Regions from separate parts of the Mus musculus genome. Here all the other regions are linked to region 4. A link is a contact called in public ChIA-PET, HiChIP or PLAC-seq and promoter capture Hi-C data. All regions are on one chromosome and are shown on one strand. The core of a region is the stretch at or near the end of the contact, and the rest is flanking DNA. Distances in the headings are between cores, read along the strand shown. Region 1 has its middle 27 kb from the start of Trim8. Region 2 holds the start of Sfxn2 (sideroflexin 2). Region 3 overlaps Sufu (SUFU negative regulator of hedgehog signaling). Region 4 holds the start of Gbf1 (golgi-specific brefeldin A-resistance factor 1). Region 5 holds the start of Oga (O-GlcNAcase).

What was found. Promoter capture Hi-C pulls out the DNA fragments that hold promoters and counts their contacts. ChIA-PET counts read pairs in DNA pulled down with a chosen protein or histone mark. HiChIP or PLAC-seq counts read pairs in DNA pulled down with a chosen protein or histone mark.
Region 1: a FOXA1 HiChIP or PLAC-seq map of pancreatic cancer cells shows a contact between it and region 4. The contact joins the enhancer-like site here to the promoter of Gbf1 in region 4. A contact is called at or near these places in 1 of 39 promoter capture datasets (stem cell-derived epiblast-like cells), 1 of 484 Hi-C or Micro-C datasets (embryonic fibroblasts) and 4 of 115 datasets of contacts at active chromatin or transcription factors (the SCID.adh cell line, bone marrow-derived macrophages, microglia and 1 more).
Region 2: a contact with region 4 is called in an HNF4G HiChIP or PLAC-seq map of pancreatic cancer cells. The contact joins the promoter of Sfxn2 here to the promoter of Gbf1 in region 4. A contact is called at or near these places in 1 of 39 promoter capture datasets (maxillary cranial neural crest), 2 of 484 Hi-C or Micro-C datasets (CD4 T cells and regulatory T cells), 1 of 115 datasets of contacts at active chromatin or transcription factors (pancreatic cancer cells) and 2 of 9 other capture datasets (adipose tissue and liver).
Region 3: a contact with region 4 is called in a promoter capture Hi-C map of the HPC-7 cell line, with 2.8 times the contacts expected there. The contact joins the enhancer-like site here to the promoter of Gbf1 in region 4. A contact is called at or near these places in 15 of 39 promoter capture datasets (3T3-L1-derived adipocytes, the C10 cell line, the HPC-7 cell line and 7 more), 7 of 484 Hi-C or Micro-C datasets (the CH12 cell line, the G1E-ER4 cell line, double positive thymocytes and 4 more), 6 of 115 datasets of contacts at active chromatin or transcription factors (the 230-238 cell line, the HPC-7 cell line, the SCID.adh cell line and 3 more) and 1 of 9 other capture datasets (liver).
Region 5: a contact with region 4 is called in an RNA polymerase II ChIA-PET map of memory CD8 T cells, with 40 read pairs. The contact joins the promoter of Oga here to the promoter of Gbf1 in region 4. A contact is called at or near these places in 5 of 39 promoter capture datasets (the 3T3-L1 cell line, embryonic stem cells, hematopoietic stem and progenitor cells and 1 more), 1 of 484 Hi-C or Micro-C datasets (embryonic stem cells), 3 of 115 datasets of contacts at active chromatin or transcription factors (memory CD8 T cells, pancreatic cancer cells and thymic regulatory T cells) and 3 of 9 other capture datasets (adipose tissue, liver and pancreatic islet).

The regions. Positions count from the first base shown.
Region 1 is chr19:46,527,736-46,530,435 of GRCm38.p6, forward strand. No RefSeq gene overlaps it. Among named protein-coding and RNA genes, the nearest start is that of Trim8, 27 kb to the left of the region's middle. Within about 2 kb of position 1,361, at least 207 of the 459 cell types and tissues checked have an H3K27ac peak or open chromatin away from gene starts, as enhancers often do. A contact at or near this core is called in the SCID.adh cell line, bone marrow-derived macrophages, embryonic fibroblasts and 1 more, where this site is marked.
Region 2 is chr19:46,572,092-46,574,791 of GRCm38.p6, forward strand. It overlaps Sfxn2 (sideroflexin 2), which reads left to right and starts at 1,274. Exons shown (of 12, transcript NM_053196.3): 1 at 1,274-1,368. It overlaps Arl3 (ADP-ribosylation factor-like 3), which reads right to left and starts at 1,091. Exons shown (of 6, transcript NM_019718.3): 1 at 949-1,091. The coding sequence starts at 951.
Region 3 is chr19:46,446,677-46,449,376 of GRCm38.p6, forward strand. All of the region lies in intron 3 of Sufu (SUFU negative regulator of hedgehog signaling), which reads left to right. Among named protein-coding and RNA genes, the nearest start is that of Sufu, 51 kb to the left of the region's middle. Within about 2 kb of position 1,340, at least 68 of the 459 cell types and tissues checked have an H3K27ac peak or open chromatin away from gene starts, as enhancers often do. A contact at or near this core is called in the G1E-ER4 cell line and the HPC-7 cell line, where this site is marked.
Region 4 is chr19:46,151,117-46,153,816 of GRCm38.p6, forward strand. Gbf1 (golgi-specific brefeldin A-resistance factor 1) reads left to right here and starts at 1,442. Exons shown (of 40, transcript NM_178930.3): 1 at 1,442-1,676.
Region 5 is chr19:45,782,221-45,784,920 of GRCm38.p6, forward strand. It overlaps Oga (O-GlcNAcase), which reads right to left and starts at 1,333. Exons shown (of 16, transcript NM_023799.4): 1 at 712-1,333. The coding sequence starts at 910.

The sequences.
Region 1 (2,700 bases), core at 111-2,610, 380 kb after region 4:
ACCTGAGGCCCTGGGGACTGGGAGTCCGGGAAGAGCAGGCAGTGCTAGCCTAGGGGACAACTGGTGCAGAGGGCTGTGGGAGGCAGCTGCTGAACAGGCAGGAGGTGAGGGCTGGGACTGAAGTGGGCTGTGGTACTGTTTCTTTGTTTTTTGTTTTTTTTTTTTTTTTTTTTTTTTCCTTTAGAGACAGCAGGGGACCTAGGTTTCTGGCTCCACCAATCCTTACAGGAGCTGTGATGCTGGCAAATTCCTTAGCTGAGGCAAAGGCCTCTCTGTTTCTTCCACTGCAAAGTGGGCTTAGTGCTGCCTAGTTACGCAGGAGGTGCATGGGGCTAGGGGTAAGGTGAGGCGGGTGGCTGCTGCTGCTGCAGCAATGGCGGTGGTGGTGGTTTTCATATCACCTGGTGGTGGTGTTTTTTTTCTGAAAACAGCCCTCCCTTGAGGAAACCTAACCTCCAAAAGGGCAAAGCTGCTTAGGCCCTCTTGGAGTTCCAGCAGAGATCACAATCCACTCCAAGACCGCCTTCGTTGCAGCTACATTTTATTTGTTGCGTTTTTTTGACAGACGTCTAAATTATACATTGAGCTTTCCACGTGACCAAACACCGCGTCCCTTCCTTTGATTATCATTTTCAAAAGGGACTAAAAAAAAAAAAAAAAAAGAACCTTCCGATGGATCACACCGAACCCCGAAACCACATGGAGAGCAGAGCTAAAAATAAAGGAAGAAGCATCCCGAAAAGGAGAGGGAGGGGGGAATCAAAGCGCACTGTGGAAGGGAATGGAGACACTGGGCCTGGTGAGGGTGACATGGTGTCACTCTCTCCAGGCCCAGGCCGGATAAGGAGCGGCCAACAGTGAGGGTGGGGCACGGACTGGCATAAAAATAGCCACCACTTTAGTCCGGAGGGGAATAAAGAAATCGTCAGAGACAGGGGACAGAGGGAGGGAGGGAAGTGTGGGGGAGGGCTTCGGTAAGACTGTCCTTCTGCAGCATCTCAGGCTGTGGACTTTTCTACCGGGCAGAGCGAACCACCGGCATAATCGCTGACTTTCAGCTGTGCACCGACATGTTCCCCAGCTCAGCCCCACATCAATGACACCCTTGTTTCCATAGTAACCAAGGGAGAGCGAAGGGGAAAGGGTGTATTGCACTGGGCGAAGGGAATCCAGCCAAAAGGAGCCACACAGGGAGGGTGAGAGCAGGGCTCGGTTTTTCCCACAACTGCTTGGAGTATACACTGTGGACTTTGCCTGCCCTCTGGCCTCGGCCCTCGCCCCCTGAACATTCAGAAGCAATGGTGCGCAGAGCAAAAGTCTTACCAGGGCTCACTGGGATGGGGGGGGAGGCACAGGGGCGGAGCATGCCCTTTCTAGCTTCAGACTCTGTTCTCTGGCCATGGCCACAGGGGGCAGGGGTGGCACGGCAGAAGGAAACGGGACTTTACAAGCATTCTGGTTTTACAAATGGGAGCTTTCAAACTGCAGTTTTCAGGCTCCATTCATTTATCCCCGGAGCCCCCGGAGGGTTCAACAGGGCTCACAGGGAAGATAAAAGCCTGTGACAACCACAGTTGTCTCTGGTGTCTCTAGCTGGGAAGCAAATGCGGACATTTACAGAGACAGCGATCAGAGCAGGGCAAGTCGCTCTGCCTATGAGCTGGAGCCGGGGGGTGGGGGTATGGGTGGGGGTCGGGGCTGTTTAGAACAGTTCCTTTAGTTGGTGGTAAGAGACCAAAAATGCATTACAACTCAAGCTCTTCCAAAGTCAGAGAGAGTCCCCTGGTGCAGCATTCCAAAACTGGACTTCAAAGCAGGCTTCCAGCCCCCCAGACAACATCCTGAAGCATATTTGTAAGGAAAAGCAAGTCTCAAGGGCCAAAGCTACATCTGGTGGCCTGAGATGGGGCATTTCCGATGCTTTATAGCTGTTTGCCACCCTTCAAAGCTAGAGGGATTCGGGTGAGTTAGAGAAGTCGATGGGAGAGGCGGCGGGCTAACTAGCTGAGGTTTAAAAACCTCACCTTCTTTTGTCTTGCAAGTCTTTACAGGCCCGTGCCTGTGCACTGCTACCCCACACCTCTCCCCAGCCTTTGTTGATAGCTTTCCTCCTGGCCACCTTTCAAACTGTCCAAGTTTCTCCCTCTCCAGAGTCCAGAATAAGCTGGGTACCATGGAGCAGGGACTTCTGTGGCACTTCCTGTCTTTGCCACCACACCGTGGTGGGCTTGGAAAGGGCCACCTCCCAGGATGAGAAGGCAGCTGGCCTCCCTGGCCCTACCAGGCATTGGATAGCCTCTTATTTATCCTCTGAAAAGCCCTGAGCTCTTGCCCAGAACAGTTGAATTCAGGAGCAGGCTATGCCCTGGTCTGCTTTCAGGGTTTGAGGCTGGGATTTCTGAGGGCTCAGGCAAACTCCTTTGGCAGTGGGGGAACGAATGGGAGGGGGGTACCATCCCTTCTGATCAGACCACAACAGGGTTGCTGGAAAGGGGTAGAAGAGCGCAGCATGGGACGAGTGGCTTTGGGGGGGGGGGAGGGGCCCAGCCCATGCTCTCAGCCTGCAGCAGATCCTTCCCACACCGTCTAGTTGCCAGCTCTGTAAGAATTGATCTCTTCTCAGAATCGATCTGCCTGGCTTTTCTCAGTGGAGCAGGTTCATGGCACAGCTGCATTTATTTTTAAAATCTGATAGCATCG
Region 2 (2,700 bases), core at 24-2,523, 420 kb after region 4:
GCACAAACATACATTCAGGCTAAACACCCATACATATACATTAAATAAAATAACGATTTTAAAAAATCAACAAGGAACCGAGTGTTTCTGGTCAAAAATCTGTCACACATCATACACTTTGGAAAAGCCTTAATTAAGGTTAACGGAGACAAGGCTTGCTTCAAATTGATGCTCACTTTCTATTGTTCATTCTTTTTAGTTTGAGGTGAAGACCTTTGGTCCTCCTGTGGCCTCAGGCAAAAGGACACTGCAAATTTGAAGGAAAAGCTAGGACACGGGAGGTTAATTTGCTTCTATCTACATGGAATAAATACGGAGCAAAAAATCGCTCATCAACAACCATTATTTCTTCGCAGAACTTTCAGCGATTAAGTTGGGACTGCAGGAGCGCACCCACCACAGAGACATCCATTCCCAGCGGTACCTCTTATTGTCCTGGGACTTACTCCCTACACACCTCTCACTCAGAGACGCGAGCATCTAGGAAAGCCAGGTTACAGCTCCCTGGTGCTGCCAGGGTGATCTCAAAGACAGTAGAGCCGCGCCTCTCCCACTTTTGGCTGGTTCTCAGATGAACCCCACAGTCCCGAGGCGCCGAGAGGTCGACTCTGCAGTAAGATCTGAGAGCTTGGTCTGATCTCCGCAGCTCTAGAGTCGCCTTCATCCCAGTCCCTAGAAAGATGATGGTGCCCAGGCTTCCCCGCTAGCCAAGCACTCCATGCCTCGAATCTATCGCAAACCCCTCTTTTCTCTCCAGGCCTAGGCCTCCCTCCAGGCCCACTTTAGGGGCTCCTCCTTCGCCCCTGAAACCGATCTAGAACCCCAAAGATCAAGGCGAGCCCCATCCCACGTCCTCCTCGGCTTTACGCGCAGCGCCCCGCCCTGGGACTGGTGAAAGGAGGGGGGGTGACTGGTCAGCTCTGGAGGGGCCAGGGCCCCCACACTCACCATCCTCAAGCCGAGTCCCTCCTCCTCCTCCTCCGCCTCCTCCTCCTGCCTCCCCCGTTACCAGGGGTAACTGCTGCGGCGCCGCCCCTGACGTCCCTCGCACGCACAGCGGAGGAACGGAGCAGCGGGATGGGGCGGGGTTCTGCTCCTCTCTACCCAAAGTGCGCAAGCGCGCCAAAGCGCCCGCCCATTGCGCAGGCGGTCTCGGGAGGGGCGGGAGGGCGGGGCGGGCTGGTGAGCGACCCAGCGGGAGGTGCAAAGCCGCCCACGTGGCTGGCCGGAGCCTGTGGCCTCTGATTGGTCGGAAGTGGGGGCGTAGGGCGAGGGGGTGGTTCCCGGGCCTAGCCGCGACACTTCAGTTCTGCTTTCCTGGTCAGCTTCGCCTGGTGGCAGTCGCGGGGTGCATCCCTCTGGGACCAGGTAAGAGTTCGCAAGTGCAGCCAAATGCACAGCTACTCCTAATCCCCGCGCCTCCGAAGGGAGCGTGGTTCTGCTCTGTTGCGGCTGCCAGGCGCTGCGTGCTGGACTTGCATCTGCAGAAGCCGCGTGGCCGGAGGGACCCACCAGGGCTCCAATGGATTCTTCCCTTCTGACCCCGGTTGTCTTCGGGTGCCAGGCTTTAGGGCTCAGGAGTTGCGGCTACGTCTCTATCTCCACATTCTTGTTAGAATCCAGGATAGGTGATTTGTACTGTGTTGGGGGAGGTCGCCTGAGAGAGGGCGAGAGATAGGGAGGTTGGGGACCGGTCCCTAGCATTGAGGTTAGCTGGCAGCGGGAGTGTTAGATTGTTTGGGATCTGCTGGATTTTGCTAAACCGGGTTAGACTGCAAGCGCTACCTCCCGCTCCTCTCACGCCCAGGGCCGACCACAGGACCTTTGTGGCATGTTGGTTCCCGACAACCTGCCTTCGTGGAAATTGCATTCTTCCTAGTGGAATGTTTTTTTTTATATGAGGTTTAATTTCCTTACAACCCTAGAAATCGGTTATTGTAGATGATAAGAGTCCGGACTTGAACTAACTTGTAAACTATTTTTTTTTTTTACTTGTAAACTATTTTATAGTGTTGCTTGTAAACACTGTGGCCCAGGTAGGAGTGCTGTTTGCCCCCGGGGACTGAACTCAGAATGCAGGGGTTTGTACAGGGTAGGCAAGCACTCTGCCACCGACCTACATACACTACACCCCACACCTCAGAGCTGTTTATACCTGTTAATAAGCAGAGAACTCTTCCAACAGCTCATAGTTTAGGTAGAAGTGGTATCTCTGGAAGTCTGTTGATGTGTGTTTACCTGTTATCTATCTTACAGGTCCATGTATGTCACGTACATAGAGAGCAATTCCTGTCGCAAAGAAAGGGTGACATATTATTATTATTATCAATAGTTTAATCTGGGGTTCAGGCGTTACCTCTTTCACCAACCTAGTTGCCATTACTTAAACAAAGGCAGATTTTTCCAGTATGGGTTTTCAGGTTTGTTGTCGTTGTTGTTTTGAGAGTCTTACTATGGAACTCTGGCTGGCCTGGAACAAAACTATGTAGACCATACTGGCCCTAAATTTGCACAGGACTGCCTCCTTCCTGGGTACTTCTGGGCACTGGGTACATAGTGCGAAGCTTTCAGGTCTTTTTTACAACCAAGTAAAGAACTTTCTATAAAACCTTTAAAACTATTTGCTTTACGTATATGAATGTTTTGTCTGCATGTATGTAAGTGCATCATCACATGTGTCTTTGGTACCCGGGAGCTGGA
Region 3 (2,700 bases), core at 90-2,589, 300 kb after region 4:
CTTTCAGTACGTACCCCAAATTGGAATTGCTGGATCATGTGGTAATTCTGGGTTTTTTAGGTTTTGAGGACCTGCTATACTGTTTCCATAGCAGCTGTACCATTTGACATCGCCACCAGCAGGGTACAAGGGCTCTAATTTCTCCACATCAGGCACCAATACTTGTCATTTCTGGATTTGTTTTTGTTATTGTTTACAATTACCATTCTAATAGATGTAAAGTGGGCGTGATTTGATTTGCATTTCTTTTTCTTTCCTGATGGCGATGGCTACAGCACAAAATGGCTTTAATTTTGATGAAGCTCAATCTGTCTGTCCACTGTTGTTTGTGCCTTTGGTGTTACATCCAGGGAACCAGCGCCTAATCTGACACATCTTTGTTTTCTTCTAAGTGTTTTGCAGTTTTAACTATCACAGTTAGGTCTATGATCTATTTTGAGTCAATTTTTGTTTATGGTATAAGGAAGAGTTCCAATTCGAGTCCTTTGAATTTGGATAGCCCGTTGTTCCAGCACCATTTGCTGGAAAGACTCCCCCCTCCCCTCCTCTTGAGTGTCTTGGCTCCATTGTCAAGATGAATGGCCATCAGTGTGCAGCTTTATTTCAGTGCTCCCAACTGTGCTTTCTGATCCAGTGCCTCGCCTGTGCCAGACTCTACTCACTTTGATACTGTAGCTTTATAGCTTGAAACCAGGCTGGCAAAAATGGGCTCTCTGTGGAGCACTAGCCTCGTGCATGTTGAGGCCCTGAGTCTGATTCTCAATAGTGCACTGGACTGACAGGCAGCGGCCTGGGGAGGCCGAGCCCGTCACCTCTGTTTTCTGTCTCTTGTCTTGTTTCTGTGTTTATCTTCAGTTCCAGGAGATGAGCTTAGAACCTTGTTCATATTTAGAAAACATTTGTCTTGCTCTTGATGGAAGAAGGAAATGAGTCTTTGGTTTACCGTTGAGCATAATATCTATCAGCTGCAGGTTTTTAGAGTCCTCTCCCAGAATGAGAAGCGCCCATCTAGGCCAAGTTTCAGTGGTTTGTTTTGGTTTGGTTTTGTCTGCGTTGAATTTTGTGACATGTTTTTCCAAGTCTCAGAGACACTAGTGTTGTGTTGTTTTGTTCTGTTCTGTCTTTTCATCTTTATTCCTACAGATAGGATCTCATGTAAGCCAAGCTTCCTGTAAACTATGTGACCCTGATTCTCTCTTTTCTTTCAATTTTTATTATTGCATATGTAATATGATACCTGCGTGTGCGTGCGTTTGGGGGAGGCATGCTGATTATAGACATGGCAGGAAAAGGAGAGAGGTGGGGCTCAGGATTATTGCAAGTGTAATATGATATCTGCATGTGTATGCGTGGGGGGGCATGCTGGTTATAGACATGGCAGTGAAGAGGGGGAGATTCAGGAGTGTGTAAGCAGGAGTATGTAAGCAGGAGTCCAGGAACTTAAGGCTTTCTCAGGAGCTCCGCCCTCTCCTCCCTGTCACTCCTCTGGTCCCCTGGAGGAGCATTCTCCCTCCCCTCCTGAATGAACACTGTGGAAGTGTTGGCAACTCCCCGAGCCTGCATCTGCCTGGGAAAGATGGTTGGGTAATGTTAGGTGACACAGGAAGGAATTAGAGTTCAGAGCAAGACAAGACAGTCAAGGCAAGTGAGGGCAGAAACTTCTGGGCTTGGGCTGCTGTGTGCACGCGTGCCTGGCATGTGTGACGTGTTCTGCCTTGACATAGGCCACAGACCTTCAGCAAAGGAGGCTCTGTGCAAGCAGGTGTGAATGAGCTCTAAGATGTGGAACTGGGTGAAATGTGAGCATTCGGGTCCTTGCATGTGTTCAAGGAAAAGAAACGGAGGGGAGCTGGGGATGGAGCTCGCTCAGCTAGCTTGCCCAGTGCCCTGCGCTGTGTCTCCAGCATCACAGGAAACTGGGCGTGGTCGGGGCTAGAGAAATAGCTCAGTGGTTAAAAGCACTGTCTGCTCGTCCAGAGGACCCAGATTGGATTCCCAGCACCCACATCGCAGCTCACAAATGTCTAAAAGTTCATATCCAGAGGACCTGGTACCTCTTCTGATATCCTCAGGACCCAAACACCTAAGTAGAACACAAACAAACATGCAGTCAAAACAGTCATACACATTTTAAAAAGGAATCCACAACTGGGTATGGTGACACATGTCTGTAGCCTCAACACTTGGAGATGAAAGTAGGAGGTTCAGAGTTTGAGGTCATCCTCGGCTGCATAGGGAATTGGGGGCCAGCCTGGGCACCTGTGGTTGCATGTGAACTGGTTAAAGCCACGCGTGCTGAGTGTTCATGACAAGAGACAGGTTTGGGGGTGACTTATACCACATGGGAATGTTCCCTAAGGGTTTGCTGCCATAGACATGTTCTGTTTGGGTTTTTGTTGTTGGCAGGTAGCCCAGGCTAGCCTCAACTCAGTTGTCCTCTTGCCTTCCCTCTTGATGCTGGGATTACACGCATGTGCTCCTCCTACTTCTGGTACTTTATTTTTAAGTAACGGGCCTTTGTGTTACTGTGCTGTCACAGAGGCACCCCCCCCCCCACTCCCCACCCCTGAGGCTGTACAGTCTGCTGAGGTGGGCAAGGAACTATCCTGACCTCCATTTACCTGAAGTCTCCAGAGATCCTCAGAAATCCTCAGTCTGCCTGTGGGAGACTGGCAGCGGATCTCCAGGGCTGGGGTTGCA
Region 4 (2,700 bases), core at 192-2,691:
ACACACACACACACACACACACACACGAGAGCGCGCGTGTCTCTGTGTGAGTATGTGCCCAAAGTGTTGGATCCCTCTGGAGCTGGAGTTACAGTAGATAGTGCTATGTACATCCTGGGAACTGAACTCAGGTCTTCTGGAAGAGCAGCAAGCACACTTAACTGCTAAGCTTCCTTTCCAGTCTCACCTGTCCGCATTTCGAAGGAAAATGGGAAATCATCATCATCATCATCATCATCTTCTTCTTCTTCTTCTTCTTCTTCTTCTTCTTCTTCTTCTTCTTCTTCTTCTTCTTCTTCTTCTTCTTCTTCTTCTTCTTCCTCTTCTTCCTCTTCTTCCTCTTCTTCTTCTTCTTCTTCTTCTTCTTCTTCTTCTTCTTCTTCTTCTTCTTCTTCTTCTTCTTCTTCTTCTTCTTCTTCTTTTTGTTAACGATGTGGACTAATGGTGTGAGATTAGGCCCTCAGACTTGATCCTCATACACCTCCACCAATCGTTCATTAAGATTTGTCCAAGGCTTAATAGGAAGGGCTGAACTGAGAGTCATATAGCCCTATGGAGTAAGGTATACCAAGTATTGAGGGAGGCTGGAGAGATGGTTTAGTGGCTAAGAGCATTATCTTAAAATAGACAAATTCTTTCTTTTTAAAAAGAAGTATTAAGTACCCCCATGCCCCTTACTCTCCGCACCGAATTGGCTGGGGTAGGTGTATGTTTTTCTCTGCTATGCATGGATCCAGCTTTCCTCGGTAGAACTCTTTCCACGTCTGGAAAATGAGGATACTCTAATTAGGTATCCAAGATTTCTGCTACCATTTTCTCTATTTCTGGATGGTAGGAATGGAGTAGAAAATGCAAAAATCAGAGTTAGGATGAGACAGGCACATATACCCAAGTGGGGCACAGAAGACAGGAGGGCGTAGGCAAGATTGCACGGGCCGGATTTAGGAACGCGTTTCAACCCCAGACCTGCCTGGAAAGAGAGCGATCCCTAAAGTAGTAAAGCCCAGGTGACTTTGGTAGGATGAAGTTGGGGGAGTAGGGTCGCCCGCTCAAGCTCTCAAAACGGACCCCGCCCCCTTTCCAGCAAATCATAGCCTTCCTGCCCAGGATGCCCAGCAGCCACTGCTAAACAGCGCACTGCAACCGAACCCTATCTGACCCCACCTCTTCAACCGCCCAGCACAATTTTTCATTGTTTATTGGCTTCTGTAACTGTCAGTCAGAGAATCCTCGTATCCGTTGGCTGTCCCCTACCTACTCTTCTTTCCCTTGTAATCTGGTCTCTTTGGGCATTGCACGCCTCCCAGAGCTAATTTCTTTCTTCGATTGGATAGTCGGAATGCCACTTTTCAGAGTGCCACGCTCTGATTGGCTGAGCGCGGCAGGACTCTCGCAGTTACCAGGCAGCGGGCTAGACTGAGGCTAGTTACCACGTCAGTGAGCTGACAGGGAAGGTAGCCGGCACCACCGAGCGTCCCGGCCCACTTACTCCAGCCTGCAGTGAGGTCTCACCCTGAAGTTAGGGTTGCCTTCCAGAAGACAGGATCCTTCCCTTCTCTCACTCGCCGCCGGCGCCGGGAGAGCGGCCGGGAGACGCCTCCGGGGCCAGGCTGGACATGAGCTGCGGCTGCCGCCGGTTCTGGGACTAGGCCCCGCCATTTTGGATCCGCTGACAGGTCAGCGAAGTCTCTTCTTAGAGTTCCAGCGTCGTGAGGGCCTCCTGACGTTGCCATCAAGAATAAGGAGGAAGGGTCCTTCGGTTGGGCGAAGCGGCCTGGGCGATGGGCTTAGTGGGAAGAAGTAAACCCAGAGGACTGATGTGAGAGGGAGTTGGGAGGTGTGCAGGGGCCAAAGGTCAGACCCTTGTCCCCGAGGGGTGTTTCAGCTCCACCTGTGACTCGGTGGATGCTAGAATCTGTTTTTGTTTTTGTTTGTTTGTTTGTTTGTTTTCCCTAGGCATAATCTGGCCTGCAGCTCTTCTTTTTCAGACCCTTCTGCACCCTAAAGTCCTCAACATCTGAAAGCAAAATTAAGGATGGTTTCAGGGTTTAGAGAGTGAATCTTTTCAGATTCTGTACATCTGTCACTTCGGGGTGACTGCGTCCTAGCACAACTGAAGCGCCCCATTAATCCTGAAAGATGAGCCAGCTCAGTTTGGATTAGGTAGTCAGAAGGCATAGAAGACTGGAGGCAGCCGCCTGAGAACCTGGCCTGTAAGATCTTGCTTTTACAGGATAGCTCAGCTGTCACCAGGGGTCTGCATGTAAACACCTTTCTTTCTTTTTGAGTCAGGTTCTTTCTGTGTAGCTCTGGTTTTTCTGGAATTCACTATGTAGACCAGGCTGGCCTTGGATTTACAAAGATCCACCTCCTTCTGCCTTAAACTCTTTAGGTGTGTGTTATGGGTAGGCATTTACCCACTGTAACTCCCTTCTTTTTAAGGATATGAGGTTTGATCCCAAGGCAGCCACTCTTTTGTGACACATTTGATTGAGAGTTAAGAGGGGTTTGAATACTGATAAGGCTTGGTCCTGGTGGTCTATTTATTTTTAGTAGGTGAAAAATCATGAAAAGGGCTGGAGGGAGACGTAGCTGGTTGAGTGTTTGCCTTGCATGTATGGAGTCCTTGAGTTCAGTCCCTAGCACTTCATAAACTGGGCATGTTGGTCCACATCTGTAATTATTCCCTACTTGGGAGAT
Region 5 (2,700 bases), core at 83-2,582, 370 kb before region 4:
CCTTTTCAACTGTAAATGAGAAGACAGAAATTAAGACTTTCACTGAATTCTAACTCCACATAACAGATGCTCTGAGATATGATATACTGGTATTTACACACACTCCCAAGTCAAAAAAACAGCAATTGTTAAAGGATGATACTTTTCTGGGCTACAAGTGAGTCTTAAGAGGTGAAGGAGGCTTACAGGCTAACAAAAATAAATAAATAAAAATAAAAACAAAACAATTTCCTAAGCCTGAAGGAATCTGTAATATAATAAGCTGACTGCGCTCCTTCACGGGTAAAAACGTGCCTGTGAGGGCTGATTTTTTTTCCCCTTACAAGGATAGGGGCGGGGGATGGGAGCGCTGCACAAATTTCAACTGAAAGCAGGCATCTCTGCGGACTAAGATCCCAAGGTACAAAGAAGTGAAGCCCACAGCCGGACCACAGGCTCCTTCCTTGCCACCGCCTCCTCCTCCGACAAATCTGTGTGGCTCTAAGCCAGAGGAGGGTGGGGTCAGGCTCCTCCATAGCCCGGAGTCGCCGAAGCCGTGACATAGCGGAGGGTAAAGAAGTGTGCCCACCGTCTGTCTCCTCCCCGTAACCCCGTGTGAGCAATGACGGACGCCTCCCGTCCTGGGGGCGGGGAACTGCGGGAAAAGTCACCAGCACGCCCCTCCCGGGGACGGAGGCTGAACACCTACGCGGGACTGGAAGGCCAACTCACCTTCCACGACACCGCACAGGAACCTGCGGGCCCCTCCGGCCGCCCCGACCACGGCCGCAGCCCCGGCTCCCGATGGGTTATCTTCTCCGGGGGCGGGAGCTACCGACTGCTCCAACGAAGCCCCCGAGGCGGCGGCAGGGTTGGCGTTGCGCTCGCTCTCCCGCTCCTCCAGCGCCGCCTGGCTCTCCTTCTGCACCATCCTCCTGCCGCCGGCCACCGCTCCCCTTCGGCCTCGGTCCGTTGGGCCAAAGGCCCGGAGCCCTGCAAAGGGGCCGCGGCTCCGAACGCGCGCCTCCGGGGCTCCTTCCCCTCCCCCTCCGCCCTTCCCCCTTCCTCTCGGCGGGGGCCCGGAGTGCCCGGATGAGAAGGGCGGCGGCACCGGCTCGAGCCCTTTGTCAGCCGCTGCCTCGCCCCGCGCTGGGAGCCGGGAGCCTAAGCGGAGGGCGAGGCAGCCGCCGCGTCTCCACGGAAGGAGGACCGAGGAGGCGCCTTCGCTCGTCCTCCACGCCCGCCGCCCTCCGGACAGCCCGGCGTCTCCGGCTCTCTTCCCCCACCGGAGTCCCTAAGCAGCTCCTGCCGCTGCCTCTGCCGCCCGCTTCCTGTTTATCCGCACTGCGCCTGCGCTACAGACCGGCTCAGACCGGTCCCCAGCCCGGCTCCCCCGCCTTTCCTTGGGATAAGCCCATTGCGCTTTATTTGCTAGGGGAGAAAAAGGACAAAGGGCGCCGTGAACACCGCGGAGGTGTGCGGCGGTGGGACGTACCATTTTGGCTCGCCACCCTCCGGGATGAGCGCCACACTCTGGGTCGGACCATTACCCCACCCGGAGGAGGGGAACATGGGAGAATGCGGCCGGCCGGGGAGTTTGGGAGGAAGGGGGGGGGGGGGGGCGGAAAGGAGGTGTTTACCCTCTCAATGCGCAGGCGCCGGGACGATACTTCTAGTTCTTAAAGTGGTAGGAGACACTGACCTACTTTGGAGATTGTTGTACCAGTTTGGCTCATCGGGGCTGCCTGACCCACGTCTGCTTCTGTGAAGACACCATGCCAAGGAGCTCAGCTCACGCCTCTGTCCTGACTCATTGTTTCTTCTATCCTGTCTTCGGAGTTAACCGTGTTTTAAATTGAGCAGTCAACTGTTTTATTGAGTTTGCCTCATCCTGGGCTGTTGGGACCATTATGACCTCATAATATGGTTAAAACCTGCTGTTACGTCTCTGCCTGATTGAGCCCTACGTTTGTTTTGGGAGAGGCTGTGGTATGAAATTCACCAGACTACGTATGGAGAAGAAAGACTGCATTCCAAGCACAGGGAAAACAAACGTCTAATAAAAGTAGAAGAGAGTGGAAGGCGAGTTTGTTATGGCGATGGAGAGTGTGCGGTGTGCGTAAGGGACATGACCCTTTTAGCCTTAGCATCAGCATTTCCAAGGAAACCCTGCCTCTAAGGGCTTGCCTCCTGTACTCTAAGGGCTTGCCTCAGAGTACACTTGACATTTTGGTTCCTTAAGGGATCTGCCAGCCAGGCGATGGTGGCGCACCTTTAATCCCAGCGCTTGGGAGGCAGAGGCAGGCGGATTTCTGAGTTCCAGGCCAGCCTGGTCTACAAAGTGAGTTCCAGGATAGCCAGGGCTATACAGAGAAACCCTGTCTCAAAAAGACTAAAAAAAAAAAAAAAAAAAAAAAATCTGCCCTGTTTGGGAACAAACCTCTCATGTTCAATGTTAAGAAAGTAGTCAAACTATTGCATATGCCAGAAAGATTTTGCTGAAGGAACCCTGTTATAGCTGTCTCTTGTATGAGGCTATGCCAGTGCCTGGCAAATACAGAAGTGGATGCTTACAGTCTATAAAATGGAACACAGGGCCCCCAATGGAGAAGCTAGAGAAAGCACCCAAGGAGCTGAAGGGGTCTGCAACCCTATAGGTGGAACAACAATATGAACTAACCAGTACCCCCAGAGCGCGTGTCTCTAGCTGCATATGTAGCA